3 separate regions of the Sus scrofa genome follow, and regions 2 and 3 are each linked to region 1. The links are chromatin contacts, called in public HiChIP or PLAC-seq and promoter capture Hi-C maps. All regions are on one chromosome and are shown on one strand. Each heading gives the region's core, a stretch centred on a gene start, on an enhancer-like site or on the middle of the called end of the contact. The rest is flanking DNA. Distances are from core to core; before and after follow the strand shown.

The links. Promoter capture Hi-C pulls out the DNA fragments that hold promoters and counts their contacts. HiChIP or PLAC-seq counts read pairs in DNA pulled down with a chosen protein or histone mark.
Region 2: a contact with region 1 is called in a promoter capture Hi-C map of liver, with 4 times the contacts expected there. The contact joins the promoter of SERF2 here to the promoter of EIF3J in region 1. A contact is called at or near these places in 2 of 5 promoter capture datasets (fetal liver and liver), 3 of 47 Hi-C or Micro-C datasets (brain and skeletal muscle) and 1 of 2 datasets of contacts at active chromatin or transcription factors (skeletal muscle).
Region 3: a contact with region 1 is called in an H3K27ac HiChIP or PLAC-seq map of alveolar macrophages. The contact joins the promoter of MFAP1 here to the promoter of EIF3J in region 1. A contact is called at or near these places in 1 of 5 promoter capture datasets (fetal liver), 1 of 47 Hi-C or Micro-C datasets (brain) and 2 of 2 datasets of contacts at active chromatin or transcription factors (alveolar macrophages and skeletal muscle).

Annotation. Positions count from the first base shown.
Region 1 is chr1:127,017,829-127,020,607 of Sscrofa11.1, reverse strand. It overlaps EIF3J (eukaryotic translation initiation factor 3 subunit J), which reads left to right and starts at 1,344. Exons shown (of 8, transcript XM_003121533.6): 1 at 1,344-1,526; 2 at 1,612-1,715. The coding sequence starts at 1,478.
Region 2 is chr1:127,766,129-127,768,907 of Sscrofa11.1, reverse strand. It overlaps SERF2 (small EDRK-rich factor 2), which reads left to right and starts at 1,390. Exons shown (of 3, transcript NM_001190206.1): 1 at 1,390-1,458; 2 at 2,076-2,184. The coding sequence starts at 1,452.
Region 3 is chr1:127,740,019-127,742,797 of Sscrofa11.1, reverse strand. MFAP1 (microfibrillar-associated protein 1) reads right to left here and starts at 1,391. Exons shown (of 9, transcript XM_001928118.5): 1 at 1,112-1,391. The coding sequence starts at 1,190. WDR76 (WD repeat-containing protein 76) reads left to right here and starts at 1,449. Exons shown (of 15, transcript XM_021096581.1): 1 at 1,449-1,551.

The DNA of each region.
Region 1 (2,779 bases), core at 95-2,594:
TTTCTAACAAACTCCCAAGTGTGGCTGATCAGGAAAAAACTTTGAGTAACTGGGCTGCAGAATATCTTTTGGAAGACCATCTTTATAAAATGTGGTCTATTTGTAGACTCACTGAAAAAGATACATAAGAAATGGGGAACACTGGTTGCCACCAGAAAGAACATAATGGCTGATCATCCTATATACCCATTTGAATGAATGTTGTACCAAGTACGTATGTTACATATTCAAAACTAAGAAATTAAGAAAACAACAAAAACAAAAATATGTTTAACAGCTCACCTTTTAAAATCCTGAAGTGGAGCTCAGTGGCCCAAGCTAGGTGCAGCTTAGCTCATCTTAAACCCTTTAGTATTATAAATTTATCTTTTCAGCTTATCTCTGATTGCGCCATTCAGTCAGAACAGGGACCACAAGCATAAAAGGCACTGAACACATTTCACTTGGTTGGTCTTTAAAACTCTTTATCGGCCTCACTTACCCTCAGGTAGCCTTTCATATATCCTACCTCTCTTCTCTGCGGTTAATGCTATCCTTTTACACTAAACCTCACAATGCCTTTTTGTTGCAGTCATCTCACTGTGTCGAAATTTGTTTATATGTCTATACTTGAGTGAGCGAGGACAAGGCTAGAGCTTACGCTTAGCGCAGATCGAGTTCCGAAATTATTCTGCGAAAAGAATGAATAATGTATTGACTTCAGGGGGCTCACAGGAAGGAAAAATTCTTGAACATGGGGACTCCCTTCCATATCTTCGTGACTACCTGGAGGCAAACGTGCCAGGAGCTGACTGAACACCCTGACTGGGAAGACTGCCAGGAGCTTGGCCCTCTCTATTCGCTTCTTCCTGGCCGCCCCATGCACCACCGGCTTCCAGAGGGATCCCGCCTCGTTCCGCCAGCGACCGCACCCTCCTGGGGTCGGGGAGCCAGGCGACTGCCGCCACAGGCGGGCTCGGCGTTCAGAGCCCACTTCTGAGTGCCGCGTGGAGAGGCTGCGGGTTTCCTTGGGACCAGCCAGAGGCCAAGGGTGGCGATCCATGTGAACAGAAGGAGGGCGCACCCGACCGGTCCGGGCGGGTATGGGTTAGGATGGCAAGGGCAGGAGAGAGCCAAGCACCGGGAAAAGGACTGCCCTGCTAACTTCGCCGCACTTACATTTTTCTCCCCAGGGCGTAGGGTGGCTGCCTCCTAGCCTCTTCCTCTCTCCCCACCCCACTAGCAGACAGGACCACCCTGCTGGGTGCGTGGGGTACTGGACGCTCCGCCTCGCCCACCGCGTTCCACGCCCCCTTCCCGCCCGCGAGAGCATCGCCGCCGCCGCCGCCGCCAGAGGGGGAGGAGCCTGGGCCCCGGCGTTAAGTCAGCCACAGTCCCAGCCTGCCCCGCGCCGGCAAACGAGAGCAGATCCAGTGACTCACTGCCGCGCTAACTCCTCGCTCGCTGTCGCCTCACACACGCTCATACCCGGCGCGAGATGGCGGCGGCGGCGGCGGCAGCAGCGGCGGGGGACTCCGATTCTTGGGGTGAGGAGAAGTTCCGGGGGTAGGCCGGGGCTGGCGCCAGCCCCACGCCCAAGCAAGCTTTAACACAGCTCGCTCTCTTCCGTAGACGCAGACACGTTCTCCGTGGATGACCCAGTGCGGAAGGTGGGGGGCGGCGGCACCGCCGGCGGGGACCGCTGGGAAGGCGAGGACGAGGACGAGGACGTCAAGGTGGGTGCGGGTCGGGGCTCCGGCCAGCGCGGGAGCGAGCTGGCGCCGTCGCGGGCCGGGGTGCTCGCCGAGGGGCGGTCGGTCGGACGGACTCTGGGCCCAGAGGCGCCGCCCCGGCCTGCGGGCTGTGGGTCTAGGCGCAAGCGTAGGGCCTGGTGGTGCCCTGTTCCCCTCGCTCGCCGGCCCTGGGGGCCGGAGGCCGATAGCGTGGTCTCTCGGATTTCCTTGGCGAGGACGCCAGCCCCATCCCTTTGAAGGACCGCACTCCGGCCTGGATCCCACTCGCCAACTGGCGACGGGAGGTGACAGCAGAGGCTGGACCGGCCCACGTGCAAACTTCGCGGTCCGGAGCTGCTCTTCAGTGGTGAGACTGGGAAGTTGAGGATGGAGCCTCTGGCTTATCCCATATGGAAAGTCTTGCACCCCATTGCTTTTTCGAGCTCAGGTTTCCCCAGGCCAGTAACTCATTTACATCCCAAGCTTCATTTGAAGAGTTTGTTCGAGCTGTTAGAGGAGTGAAATATTATGATTTAATTTCAGCCACCTTTTTTTCCCCCCACGCAAATGAAAGAATTTTTAGCTTCCTTTCTCCCACCCTATGGTAAAAGGGTGAACTGAGTATTGAGATAGCTAGCAGTTAGTGGTCAGAAACCTGGGTAGTCCACACAGCGACCTGAAAAATGGAGAGGTTTACAGAGTGAGTTTTTAATAACCTACACACGAAAGCATAAGGAAATAATGAAGATTTGAAGGTTGGAGAAGACGAGGGAGACAGTGATTTTTTGTGTGTTTTTCCTATGCCTTATAGATTTGAACCCAACTTACTCTCGCTGTTTGTTTATGAAAACTCCTGGGGGCTCATCATAAGACTTCAGATGACATTATGACTACTGCGTTTTGTTTTTGTTTTTGTTTTTGTTTTCAAGTATCTACAGAGTCTCAAGGGTGGAATGTTAAGACTTATTAACTAAGTTCTCAAATACTTCATTTTTGTGAAAATCAAGTTTTGTATGATTTGGAAATTTTTTTTATGGTTTTGATTCATTTGGTGAATGTTTACCCTT
Region 2 (2,779 bases), core at 141-2,640, 750 kb before region 1:
TCATAAGTGATTTGATATAGTTCCCAGTGCTATACAGCAGGATCCCATTGCCTATCCATTTCAAAGGCAATAGTTTGCATTGTATTTATTTTTATAGTTACTTCATGTTTGTGGGCAAGCAGTAACTGATTTTAAATTTACTAAAGGAATATTAAGTTTGGGCTGTATTCTTCACTTAAAACTGATATAATTTTTTTTTTTTTTGGCCACGCCCCAGGCATGTGGAAGTTTCTTGGCCAGGGATCTAACCTGCCTGTGCCACAGCAGCTCCAAGGCAGATCCTTGAACTACTGTGCCACTAGGGGGCTTCCGAAAAATTTTAACAAGAAGTAGTAGTGATTACTTGGATATGGCAAAAATCATGAGAATTTCCTGAATGTGGTTTATTGCATGCCCATTAGCGCTACGTTGAGACAGAAGCAAGTTTGAAGTTCTAGCCTCAAGTCAGTTCTGCTATGGGCATTAGCTAGAGAAAATCACAACCAATCCCTTCCTGTGAGATTTCCTAAGCATTTCTCCTTTATCCAGTGAATTCCCCAGGATAGGTAGGGAGTCGTAGACAGATTAGCAGTGCTGGGAATGAGAATTCAGCGGGAAGTCTAATCTTCCCGCCCTATTCAACTACCAATTACAAGCCAGGTATGGCTGGTGGAGATAGTAGTAGAGAAAGCTAGAGGGAGAAATGGACATAGCATGTGCATTTCCCAATCTCTCAGTCTGTGACTTTGGAGTCCTTCAATACTTGCAAGCAACATATTTAAAGCTTCCGTGGCGATAAGAGTAGGATCAAATTTTAGGACCTACAGGATGTGGTTGCTTATTTCCATATTGGAGGAGTTTGGATGGGGGAACAATGGGGTTGGAAGGGAGTTTCTGAAGTTGCGTCTGTACGTGATTTTACAGCGTACGTGAATTCAGGTGTCCTCATGAGTGGCTCGGTAGCGGTGGGGAATCCTAACCACAGAGTTTAGCCCCAGAGTCTTGCGAAAAGAACCTGGGGGACCATTTCCGCCGCCGAGATGCCCCGCCCTCCGTCCCTCCAAGGTTTCCTATGGGCGAGTTTGTCTCCCAAACCTTCCCCGCATGAGGTCACTCTGCCAGGTCACGTGCTCAAGCCCGCGGGAGCGCCACATCGCCAGCCGCACCCCTCCACCCCCACCCTGCCCACGTGACCCGGCCTACTTTCTCCCCACCCGACCCAACGACTTGCTCGGGAAGCCCCGCCCCACGCCGTGCGCTCTGCCTACGAACCTCCGCCTCTCAGCCGTCCGGGCTCAAGCGTGGCCCGTGGCCCCACGTGTTTACTCCTGTCCAATGGGAGTCGGAGTCCGGGAGCGAAGGGGCGGGGAGGAAAAGACGACTTCTTTACGCTGCGAGAAAGGGGCGGGGCTTCCAACGTCGTTCTGAGCGAGGGGACGCAACGGAGGCAGGCCGGAGCCGCTGCCGTCGCCATGACCCGTGAGCACCGAATCCCCCTTCTCTTGCCCCTTTCTCCTCTTCACCCTGCACAAGACTGCCAAATCTCGGCACTGACCTCCTTTTGGCTTCGCCAGCGAGACCCTTCTCTGGGAGAGGTCTATAGCGACCCTCACCCTAGCAGCCCGGAAATCGACCCTTCGCCCACCGCCACTTTTTGAGAACCTTACCCCCACCGCCCCTTCAGGCAAAACCCTTCCCAGACCTTCCGTGGTGTGGGGAGAAGCCCTGTGCCCCTGTGGTGGACCCCGAGCTCCTCTACTCCAGATCTCTGCCCATCCCCCACAGAGATCCATACCACGTACACCCACCACCACCACCACCTGTCTGGGCCCCCATGCTGCAACGAAATTCGAAACTTGTCTCTAGCAGGCTTCTCGGGACTGTCGTCCCTCGATTTCCCAGTTTGACCTGCCCCGTGGCAGCTTCCGCACCCCCCCTCCCCGCCCAATCTGCAGTCTAGGCCCTGAAAAACGGTCCCGTGTCGACGCCTGGGGAATGAAGTATTGGACCCTACTGGTGTCCCGGGTCAGGGAACAGGGTTGTCGGTGTGTGGCCAGAAAGGCTCTCGCGTCTCACCTTTTACCTTTTTTCTTTAGGCGGTAACCAGCGCGAGCTCGCCCGCCAGAAGAATATGAAAAAGCAGAGCGACTCGGTTAAGGGAAAGCGCCGAGATGACGGGCTTTCTGCTGCCGCCCGCAAGCAGAGGTAGCCCCAGGGAGGGGAGGGGAGGGTGGGGTGAGACCTGGGTTAGACCAAGGGTTGTACCAGCAAAGAGAACTACCTCAGGGCTTACCATCTGGACTAGTCGTGAGGGGCAGAGTGCATTGTTTGCTCTAGGGTTTTATTCCTCTCACCTTCTAAATTGTTAGCTCACAGCCATATAGGAACGGACTGGGGCTGGTGCTTACTCTCGGTCTGATTTGTGAGTGCCCCCCGGGTCTGACCTTAAGGGCAAGGGCAGGGAACTTCACATTTCAAATGCAGTAGTGGTTATGACAGCCCAGTCCTTTTGGCCCTCCTTGCAGTTCATTTGTCCTCCCTTCTCCCAACCTTTCTCACTGGTGTTGCTGGGTGTGGTACTTGGCACAGAATAGCCTTGGGCCTGTGTGGCCAGACTTCTGACCCCTTGGGCAAAAGCCAGATAGAGACTGATTGCCTTTTGAGCCTCAGCTCTCTTCCTCTTGTTCTCCTAGGGTGGGAATATAGCAGCCACACGCTGAATTTTGTCCCATCCACTTCCATCTTATCCTTTGTGCCCTTCATCCCCCTGCATCTTGTCCTTTTTGCCCTCTGGTACCTC
Region 3 (2,779 bases), core at 142-2,641, 720 kb before region 1:
ACTTTCAATGCTCTTACAATCCACTGTGGAGAGCAAATGGCAATAGGTAGTTAATTGATGAAGAACTTCTAGGAGTCTACCCTAAAATTCTTAAGGCAGTGCACTAAAGAATGATAACTGCAGCGCTGTGTGTAAGAGGAAAAAAAGTAACAAAACAGCTAATTGTCCCTCAGCAGGGAACAAACTCCATATAATAGACCTCATAAGCAGTTAAATTAATAAGATCTCCATGTATCCAAAGGCACTTATCAAAAAACCACAGAGTTTAAGGAAAAAAAAAAAAAAAGGCAGGTTACACAAGGATAAGTACCTTATATTTAAAAAACAGGAAAGAAGTGATATTATTTTCCAAATATCTTACTGAAAAAACTCTTGACTTTTCAGTCTGACTCCCTAAACAGGTACAGTGTTGCTTCATCCATCTGCACTCACTGGAATCAAACCTATCCTTTAAAGATCAACTTGAGTACCCCAGTCTGAAGAGATTATTCAAAGCGCTTGGTTTACATCACCTATGTAACAGTATTAGGGGTGCGAAAGACTGCACACTTGCTTAGAATAGGTCTCTTTTTGCATGAATCACGTCTACTATGAGTTCCTTAAGGTTAGGGGTACTGTCTCTGTATTAAATTTAACAAATACAGTCACTGCGTTGGTTGAAAGGGATTAAAAAGTTTAATAAGAGAGGGTTCCTGCCTTGAGGAATCTATGAGTTTATGATGCAGTAGAGAGAGATGGACACATAATTACAGTAAGAGTTATAAAAGCATAAACAGATTATGGATAACAAAACTGGGATTGTATCCCGCACAACGCCTTCCAAACAGCAAGCGTTCACTTTATTTATTACTCTAGTTTATTGGTGGAGGCCAAGGGAAGAGGATGCTTGCTGTAGGAGTGAACCGACAGGCTCTAGGAACAAGATGAGGTGGAAATAGTGTGGGTGTTTTTTTCCCTTCTAGGCAACGCGATTGGATGCGAGTTTGATGGCGAAAGAAATAGGGGGCAAGGTCTTAAGGATCGCTGGGGCTGAGGTGGTGGGCCCGGGGTCGGTTTGGAATATGCTAGGGAAACAAGTAAGATCCGACTGGAAAACAGCTCAACACAGTACCTTTCTCATTGCGAACCGGGACGGCCCCAGCCGTAGACTGAATAGGCGGTTGTTTCATGAGTGCGCTTGGGACCGACATTTTGATGGCAGCGGCGGTGATTCCAAAACTTGACTGATTCCAAACTGTGAACAGGTACAACGTCAACGAACAGAAAATCCTCCGCACCAGAGGCCACTGGACACTGCTGCGTACTGATAGAAACACCACTTACGGCTGAGCTAGAAAAACAGGAAATGTACGACTAGAGGATTGTGGGATTGTGGAGGACGTCAGGGAGCCAAAGTCCGTGGAGTCTGTTACTGCGCATGCTCATAAACTCCCTGTCGACCTTAGTCTCGCGGTATTTGGACGCCACTTCTGGCGGGAAATGGCTCTCTGGACTTTGCGGTTAAGACTCTGAGGTCCGCGGAAGACCCGAATTAAAGGTTTCGCTGATTAGGTTCGTTTGAAGCCGAGGAAAATGGCAAAGTGATGAAGAAGAAACCGAGGAGTTAGAGAAGGACAGTGTGTTCAGATTGTTGAAAGCTAAGAATTAGAGTTAAATCGAAATAGAAATCCTGCTAATAGCACCTGATTTTCTCACTTGATGAGACCGAGCGGTTTGTAGTGCGATATTTTTGGGTTACGTCAGGGCAAGTGGTGCTAATTTAGACCAGTGGCAGGAAAAAAAAATCCCCTAAACGGCTTAGAACAATGCCTGAAATCCAAACACTCTTAGGCGTTTCAGTTCTTTCCTTTCTAGAGACTGCCTATTAAAACATATTCTTGGCTGGAATGGTTGTATATGAAAGTCCATAAGTAATTATTAAGCACTTGCTGTATTTACCTCGTTTAGCTCTAAGGAGTATGGAGCATTGTTAAAAGGCTTATGTCTTCCAAATACTTGAATTTTATTTAGGAAGTCTTCAAGGGCTTTTACAGTAATATCAGAAACAATCCCAATTTACTTGCTGGGCTGTGTAAAAAACATAGGCTAATTGAAAGTCAAAACACATTCAGTGTAGAAAGGATTTTATAACTGCTGTGGTGGGGAGGGAAGGGACACATGAGCAAAGTCTTGAAGTACAGAAATTGCATGGTATATATATTAGACACTATGAAAAGTTTGATTTTATCAGTAATTTTTCATTTGAGGAGTGTGAAAGTTCCTGAAGGGCTTTGAAGGATTCGTTCTAAAATTATTTCATCTGTGTTCTAAAATTGGGCTTAGGCTGGGAGAAATACAATTGAGCAAATCTCCATTAAGGAACAATGGATGACTCAAGTAAGCCATCAAAGGAGCAATTTTGAGCTGGAAAGAAAAGGACTGTAAAAATAGAGCAAATAGAAATTTGTATTATAATTTTATCAGCTTCAAAACCGTGCTATTCAGAAGGAGTAAATCTGATGGGAAGGCAGTTAGTTGTTTCTGCTCACGGACATCTAGAGAATAGAAAAAAAAGTTTGATATGACTGTAACTCTTAAATGCAGTGCCCTAAAGTCTTACATTTGGTGCTTTTGTGATACAGAAGCTATTGAGAACTTTCTCCCAGTGTTGGGGCTTTGTAAGGTCATTACTAGAATCCTAACTGGTGGGCAAAATTTAAACCAGCTTAGTTAACTTGTGGGTGAAATTAAACCAGCTTGTTATTGGCTCTTGAAAAAATATCAAAATGCTTCCTTTCCT